Regions from separate parts of the Gossypium arboreum genome. Here regions 1 and 2 are each linked to region 3. Evidence: chromatin contacts called from public Hi-C data. All regions are on one chromosome and are shown on one strand. The core of a region is the stretch at or near the end of the contact, and the rest is flanking DNA. Distances in the headings are between cores, read along the strand shown.

Region 1 (2,765 bases), core at 67-2,566, 140 kb after region 3:
AGTTTAAGTTTTTTAATCTAAGTGATTATATTTGGTATTTAGCGGAGTTGTTTTTGATTTTATGGGTTTGGAATTTTACGTGTTAAAAATATTAAAAAATTAAATATTTTAAAAATTGATATACATAATAATTTTTTAAAAATTATTTATGAAATAAAAAATACACAGATAGTATACTAAATATTAACCTTATATTAATATATCTCTTTTGTTAATCTGACTTTTTTTCTTTTTATTTAAATTTAGTTATTAACTTTTCTAAAAACATCAGATTACTATTATTTAACAAAAGTATTAATTAAAACATTAATTTTTTAATTATGTTGGTGTAGTAATATGTGTAGTAATTTATGTGCACTTCATTTTAACATAACATTATTTATCTCATTAGTCACATAAAAAAATAAAATATTTAAAAATAAAAATTCAAAAATTATGAACTGTTTATAAAAAGATAGCATAAAGTACATGTGAATTAACATGTGAGTTGTCATGTTTAAAAATTTAAATATTTTAATTGTATTTTTGTTAAAAATTAATTAGACTCTTTTTAAAAGTTAATAGTCAAATTTCACTCTTTTAAAAGATTAAGAGTTAAATTTAACTAAACAAAACCAAATTGATAAAATATGTAAATGTTAAGGGCTATATTTGATATTATGCTACAATCTTACAATTATAATAAAATATTTTAATAAATTATAGAATTATAAATAAAAATATTTTAAATATTAATAAAAATAAATTTGATAAAAAACGTGATACTATCAATACATTACATAATATAATCTCATCAAATTTTTACTTTTATTGAAAATGTAGTAAAATGTATTATTTAATAAGTTTTTTTGAAGCGAGTTGATTATACTAGATATCTCTAAATTATTGATATTTTATCAAGTAGGTCTTTTCATTATTAAAACTATTAATTTGATTATTATATCGAATGTAAAATTTTATATGATATAATTTAAAATAAAAATTAAAAATAACTTTCAAAATTAAAAATTAAAATAAAATAGAAATAAAAATAGAATCAACAATAATTTTTGTAAAAGTTTTAAAAACATTAAAATCAATAATTCTAATATTATTTTTTAAACCTTTTGTTTTAAATTATATCAAATAACATCAATTTTTTTTCTTTCTCTTAAATTAATGAATTTAATAATGAAATGAAGCATGATACAATAAGAATAGTTCAAGGATGTGAGTTTTATTTCTAGAAAGTAAAAATATTTTAAAAATGAATGCCTACGTAATCTGAAAACTGAGAAGTCACATGGTTTCTGATTATTGCAGGCACGTGAAATTAAGACCGACAATCAGTCAAGGAACTAATGGGTGTCTAATAAATTTTGGTCATATCATGTGTTGGCAAACAATCTTTCTTTCTCTTCTTTTTCCCAACGCTACAGTTTCCTTTAATAAATTTGATAATATGAAAACATATATTATTGTTAGTTTAGATTTAAGCAAAGAACCGTTCAAGTTAAGAGAGATTATGTTATAATATTAAAATATTCATCGTCGAAATATAAAAATCTATCTTACTCTAGAGCCCTTGATGGAGTTAATTTTGGAGAGGAAAAAGAGTGGTGGTGAAGGTTGTTGCTGTTCATATCTCCGAAGGGAAGTTCCTTTTATAGGCCAAAGGAAGCTTAGGGATTTTATATACAAGTTTTAGTACGTCATACTCTTATTTTGTAGTACGTCAAATAGAGTAATAGATGAGTTGATAGAGTTGGACAAGGTAATGGCATTTTATGTCTGATGGATATGACTTAAAATTTTTAGATGAGATATAAAACGCTTTTTAAAGAGGTGGACGCTTTGTACTTGCAGAGCACTTCAATGGGTAAGACATGCTGAGGAAGTCACTTTGCCCTTCCATGGGCAAGCTATGATGTAAACACAGCTACTTGGTAGACTTAAGGTTTAATTTAGTATTACAATTGCTCTTCCCGTTCGGAGAAAAATCATAAAGTGACTTTCCTAAGACGATGATAAGATCGTTAGGTTAGGCTCGTTTCAATTGATTGTATATTATTGAGGATTGATTCATGTAAACAACGAGATAATAAAATCAAAGAGGAACGAACATAAATATTTTATGTGGAAAAATTTTTTCGAAGAGAATAAAAACCACTGGTAAAGAAGGTATCGGCTTTTCATTAAATGAGTAGACAAACAAGAATACAATATGGAGAAAATAAACTTAAGTGTACTAAATGTACATTACCCAAACCCCGAAAACAAAACCCAAACTCAGAAATAAAATTCTCTCTATAGTTACTACGAAACTCTCACCAAAACTTATATACGACTACATCTTGTCGCCATCAAGAAAAGCCCTTGTTGATTGGCATGTTTCGCAAGGATTCAATGGCTCTTTTAAAGAGGCTTAGATTAGAGTTCTAATCATACCAAAATATCCCTGGAATAACCAGAGTCCATATGGAAGAAGAAGTCTTACTTGGAGTCTAAAACGCGACTGCATAACTTGGAGAAATCTCCGTGACGTCCCATGCATGCTCATCATGGCGTCACCGTCACGTTCGTTTAGGGTTTCATTGTATCATCATAACGTCACTTGTTTTACCTCTTTTTTGATAAATGTCAAATGTCTTCCTAAGTGCCTGCAAAACATCTGATAAATACGAGACACACCCAACAAATCTTCACCTTGACTTGTATTTATCACACCTCCTTTTCCATGCCCCGTCACAGACCAAACTCTAATTTTGGAGAATTTCAACCAAGTT
Region 2 (2,931 bases), core at 25-2,524, 250 kb after region 3:
TTAATCCAAAATTTAAATTTTTTATCCAATTTTTCAAATCGAATCGAATTTTGCTCACCCCTCCTTAGCTCATCCGCTTTCAAGTGAGAAACCCTCCATACTAGAACCTTGTTGAATTCTAGAATAGTGTTGTTGAATTCTAGAATAGTGTTGAATTCTATCCATTCCTCTAAGCCGGTGGATAGCATTTAGCCTTTTATGATGTTGGGCGGTGGCATGGAAGAAGCATGTCTTATAATTCCGTTGATTGAACCATTGGATTGTAGAGCATTGGAGCTAATGACATTCCTCCATTTCCATAATTTATCAAGTTGACTTTTTATCTTCATTGCTTCTTCTTTAGATTTAGGAGTGAGTGGCTCTTCTTGGATATCAGCAAGTCTTTTTTATGAGGAAGTCGATGTTTCTTCTAGAGTTTCCATGCTTGTAAGCCATGCTGAATGGCTTGTAATTTCTCATTTAAGGTGATTTAAGAGTTGAGAGAACGAGGAGTTAGCCATTTCCCTTAAATTAGCTCTTCGTATTCTTAATCCAAGGTCCATTTGAGCTGGAACTTAAACATTCTATAGTGACAGCTGTTCTTGATGGGAGAGTGATCCGAGTGGATGGTGGGTCAGCAACTCCAAAGGCCGAAGAAAAGAGATCAATCCATTTCTCATTACGTACCATCCTGTCTAACTTTTACTGGATTGCCTAGATGCCTATTCAATTATTAGACCAAGTGAAAGCACCTCCACTAATGTGCATGTCTATGAGATTGGAATCATCAATCCATTACCTAAAAGATGCATTTTCTTGGTACAACTTGGTTTTTTTTTTTTTTTTTGTCCTCAAGGTTTTTAATAGCAGTGAAGTCTCCTAAACGGCTCTAGGCTAGAAGAAAGCCCTCCCTCTCAAGTTTTTGATTTGATTTAGCACTTCAATTTTATTCACTCAATAGGGGATTCCATAAGCAAAAGGCTATGTCCACCTCTAATAAATATGAATGTTGTAGGGGCGATGGGACGAAAATCCTTCTAATTTTCTATCGATTCTTATTCATTGTAACTTTAATCATCATTTACGGATATAATTTTTTTATGGAAAGTTGAATTCTAATTCTTTTCAAAATTAAATTTTAATCAATTATTATCAATTATATATTAGCAATAAATATCTTTAGGATACATTTATGAATAATGAAAATGCAACGAACTGAAAATTATCCAAAAAAAGGGAACTAATTGTAATTTTGTGAAGAATCTACTCAACACCTTAACTTTAGTGAGGTGTACCAAGTCTAAAACAGATAACTCTCCATTATAGTAAGTACATCTCTGGATATCGTCATTAATATTTCCGAGATATTTTGCCTTTTCGGCCTCATTGTTAAATTTTTCGTTGGTTTGATTCACTCAAAAAACCAGAATCCGACATGTTTTTTGGAAACCAATATAAAATGAATTAGGGTTCATGCATCTATTGAGCTCTTGAATTTTGTCCCCCTATATATATAAACCCATATCCATCCTCCGTCCACATCATACCCCAAAACATTATTTACTTGCTAAAGAAAAAAAAAAAAAAGAGAGTATAATTTCACATTCACTTTTATAGAAGCCAAGATGGTGGTCGGCTTTGAGAAGGCAGTTTCCGCTACGAAATCCGTCGTGACCTCCGTCAAGAAGGCACCCACTACTCTCTCCTCTGACCGTGTCATCAACTTCGCTCGGTTTGTCCATCGCCTGCATTGATTTCATCGGCTATTGCATGTTTTTCTTTTCAATCAACTTCACCTCTATTTTATTTTATTTCCCTTTCTGTGGGGGGTTTGTGACTGTTACATTAATCAGTATTCCACTTAAATCCCACATTGGTGCATGCAATGCGAGGGATTTTAGATTTATTGGCTAAATCGAAAGCATGATAATAGGATTTGGTTTTATTTCTATTTTTCACAGTGGTGATCCTACCATGTACGAGTCATACTGGAGGCAAATGGGAGAGAAATGTACGGTCGTGATCTCTGGCCATAATTTGATGAGCTACTTCAGCAACGGGGGACACTTTTGCTGGTTCTTGATGCCGGAGCTTGATCGTGCCATCCGGAGGTTGCATTGCGTCGTTGGAAATGCAGTGGTTGACGACGATCGATATATCGTGGTAGGCAATGGCTCAACCCAGCTCTTCCAGGCCGTGCTCTACGCCCTCTCTTCTTCCTACGACCCTGACACTGAGCCCCTCAGCGTCGTCGCCGCCGCCCCTTTCTACTCGGTTAGCCCTTTGATAAACTTTTAACCCTTCATTTTGGTTGACACGAGAGATTTTGACTACTTTTTTGTTTTTTTTCTTTTCTTTTAACCCAGTTAAGTCAAAATCATTGTTGTCGTATTGGATTTATTAGGTTCTTATCTTATTGACTGAGGGTGGTTCAGGGACGGGCCAAGTGGTGTTTCCATGTTTATTAGAACATCTTCCATTAATGCATTCGGTTCCATTTTTCAATGACATTGGGAAACGTTTGCATTAAGGGGTTGTCAAAAGTGGAATAGACAAATTACTGAGAAAGAAATGGGGACAATGGAACAAACATGTTTCTTAAAAACATATTAGTTATCAAACATATGCATGCAAGCATTGTTTTTGGATCTTAGGGCGAACATGGTAACATGGACATGTCTTGCTTTTGAAACCATGTGGTGGGTCAACCCCAGATTCTCCACGGTCTGGTGAAAAAACCCACTCACCTTTCGGCTTTTTTTTTTAAAATTTCTACACCATGTTTATGATTAAAATGACATTTCATGGGCCAAGCTTTATCAAATTTATTAAGCACCAACTAGGATTTATATGGGTGATTGGACTCCATCATGGTTGTTTGCGGAAAAATACCCAACCATAAACATTCAACATTATATTATAAGCGGTTTTTGAGATACAAAAGCCAGACAT
Region 3 (2,700 bases), core at 126-2,625:
GCCATATAATGTAATTAGAAACTGGAAAGCAGAAAGATTTCTGTGGGCATTTCTCTTTTCCAATTCCTTAAGTGCCTTCTCTGCCTTCTCAAACAAGCCGGCATCAACATAAATTGATGCTATATTGCTATATGTTGTCCAATCATCAGCATCCTCAGCATCTCTCTTCATTTCCTCGATAACTCTTTCAACTCCAGAAATATCATTCATAGCAGCCAGAGCCCTCATCCAAACGTTGTATGTATATGAATCTGGTATGACACCACATGATTTCATTTCCTGTATAATTTCTTGTACCCTTTCAGGCTGGCCAATCTTTGTGTAAAGAGTCATGAGACTATTATAAGACATAGAGCTTAAAGGAAGGTTAAGTTCCTTCATCTTTTCCATCAAAGCTTCTGCTTTTTCAGTCATCAATTCCTTACAATAACAGTTGAGAAGGGCACCATAAGTTAGATGGTTTTTCAGTGCTTTAGGAAGATCAACGAAGTAATTTTCAGCAGCAGGAATCCCTTGAGCTTTGGCAACCAAATCAAGATGGATAGCCTGATCACTAACAGTCTTATTCATGCCCCTCTTAGTCGCCATCATTTCAGACAGCTGTAAATGCAAATGTAATGACATACATAACCCATTTTGAATTAGGAAGTATTGAAATAAAAAATAGAAACCTACATTCATAAGAACATTCTGAACCAAGTATTAGCAACAATTATATGCAATCTCCACAACAAAAGGAGAATTATATGATAATATAAGTACAATGTCTATCCTAAAACGCTTATGAATCTCTTTCACTTGATTGTACAATATAACCCAATCGTAGTTTGTAAATAACAATACCACGTAATCAAAAGCCAAAAGAATTAAAAATAAAAAAAGGGCCAAGATTCGCACTATTTCATTAGACAAAATCAACAAAGTTTCATATCTATTAGAACACCATAAGAGAAATTTCGCAATAAAAACCCCAGGCTTTGATCTAAAAAAGGAATACGAACCTTGAGAGCAGGGAAATAGAGCTTACGGTGGCGAAGCTTCTTGAGAGTCTCGTCTACTTCCCATTTGTAGACACGCTTGGAGCTCTTGATGAAGTGATTAAGTTGCTGCCGCACGCTAATTTCCGAGCCGCCTTCCTTAAAAAGCCGGTGGAAAAGAACTTCTTCTAAGTACTTGTTTGACCTTCTCGTCACATTCTTGGTCCGTCCCAATTGCTGCATCAACGCCATTGATTTGGTTGAGTGAGAAGGGGTTAGGGTTTTAGGGTTTCTTTTATTATTTATTTTGGATTCATTTGATGAAAGAAATTTTGGGGAAATGAAAGAAAAAGCCTTGCTGAAACACCCCCCGCCGGGGGGGCCCGCGGAGTAACTGAGGGAGCCAGCCGAGCCGGCTTTGGTTTCTGGATTTGGGCTTAAAACTTCGGCTTTTGATTTGTTTCATGAACCATTTGAAATTGAAAATGTGGCCTTAATCCTTTGAGGTTTTCTTTTCGTGGTAAGGTTAAAAATAAAAGAAATTTAAGGTAGAATTATGTACATTGAATTTTAATTTGGTGTAATTATATATGTGAATTTTAATTATGGTTTAAATATATATTTTAAATTTTAATTTTGATTTAATCATACATATTTAAAGAAATAAATAAATTAATTTATTTTAATATTAAATAAATATAATTATTTATTTATGCAATATATAAACATAAAATAATGTTATATCAATGATTGTGTTAATAATTTACAAGAATTAAATCAAATCAAAATTTTATGTATAAAATTACACAAAATCAAAGTTCATGTATACAATTACACATTAAACCATATTCATGTATAATTTTAACATTTATTCCAAAAATAATATATTCAGCTACCGATAATCAAATTTTAATTAGGAAATGTGATTAAATGGTTTGATTTGCAAAATAAGCAATGGAATCAAAAGTTTAGAGTTTTTTAAAAAAAAACTACATCCCAAGGTTATTAAATTATTAGTAAATTTAATTTTTAGTTACTTCAAGAAGTTATAAAATTGTCACTAAATTATTTAAAAATTTTCATACAAGTCATTGAGTTGTTAAAATTATTACTATATGACTTTCTCTATCCGCACCGTCTACGTTAATCAAAAATTTTTCTTCCACTTCTCTTTTATAGTTTATTTTCTTTTTTATGAAATAACTCTAAATGTTTCAAATATAATAGCGTGATTTCCATTGGTGACAAAAAAATAATCAATTTCAAAGTTGAATTTCCTAAATCAAGCTAACCCAAAAATTTTATTTGAAAATTTTAAAATCGAATTATCAAGTAATTAAATTAGATAAGTTGATAATCATAATATATAGGCTAATTTACTTTGTCAAAGAAGCCGGTATTTCATGCATATAACAAGAATATCGAGATCACTATCATAAGATTCATGATTTGTCGTACATATTTTTACCAAACCGGCTAAAGTAGATGTGCTCTTGAAGCTTAAGAAAATGATGGACATGATGAAGTTCGAGAACTTGGTTTAAAGGGAGCTGTGATAAATTGGACTGAATTATTTATAAAATATAAATTTATTTATTTATTTATAATAATAAATTTAGCTTTTAATGGTTATATTTTTTTAATTTGATTTTTATTTTTTAGTTAAATTTGATAATTAATATTTTAAAAAGGGTCAATTTATTTTTTAACGAAAATATTGACT

What was found. A called contact is a pair of places that touch in the nucleus more often than the background predicts.
Region 1: a contact with region 3 is called in a Hi-C map of leaf, with 2.3 times the contacts expected there. The contact joins the enhancer-like site here to the promoter of LOC108476354 in region 3. A contact is called at or near these places in 2 of 5 Hi-C or Micro-C datasets (both in leaf).
Region 2: a Hi-C map of leaf shows a contact between it and region 3, with 4 times the contacts expected there. The contact joins the promoter of LOC108474874 here to the promoter of LOC108476354 in region 3. A contact is called at or near these places in 4 of 5 Hi-C or Micro-C datasets (all in leaf).

Annotation. Positions count from the first base shown.
Region 1 is chr3:15,886,420-15,889,184 of ASM2569848v2, forward strand. No RefSeq gene overlaps it. Among protein-coding and RNA genes, the nearest start is that of LOC128291390, 37 kb to the right of the region's middle. Within about 2 kb of position 1,317, at least 2 of the 2 cell types and tissues checked have an H3K27ac peak or open chromatin away from gene starts, as enhancers often do. A contact at or near this core is called in leaf, where this site is marked.
Region 2 is chr3:15,994,103-15,997,033 of ASM2569848v2, forward strand. It overlaps LOC108474874 (L-tryptophan--pyruvate aminotransferase 1-like), which reads left to right and starts at 1,275. Exons shown (of 5, transcript XM_017776910.2): 1 at 1,275-1,711; 2 at 1,941-2,253. The coding sequence starts at 1,605.
Region 3 is chr3:15,743,168-15,745,867 of ASM2569848v2, forward strand. LOC108476354 (pentatricopeptide repeat-containing protein At1g60770) reads right to left here and starts at 1,376. Exons shown (of 2, transcript XM_017778549.2): 1 at 1,002-1,376; 2 at 1-600. The coding sequence starts at 1,229.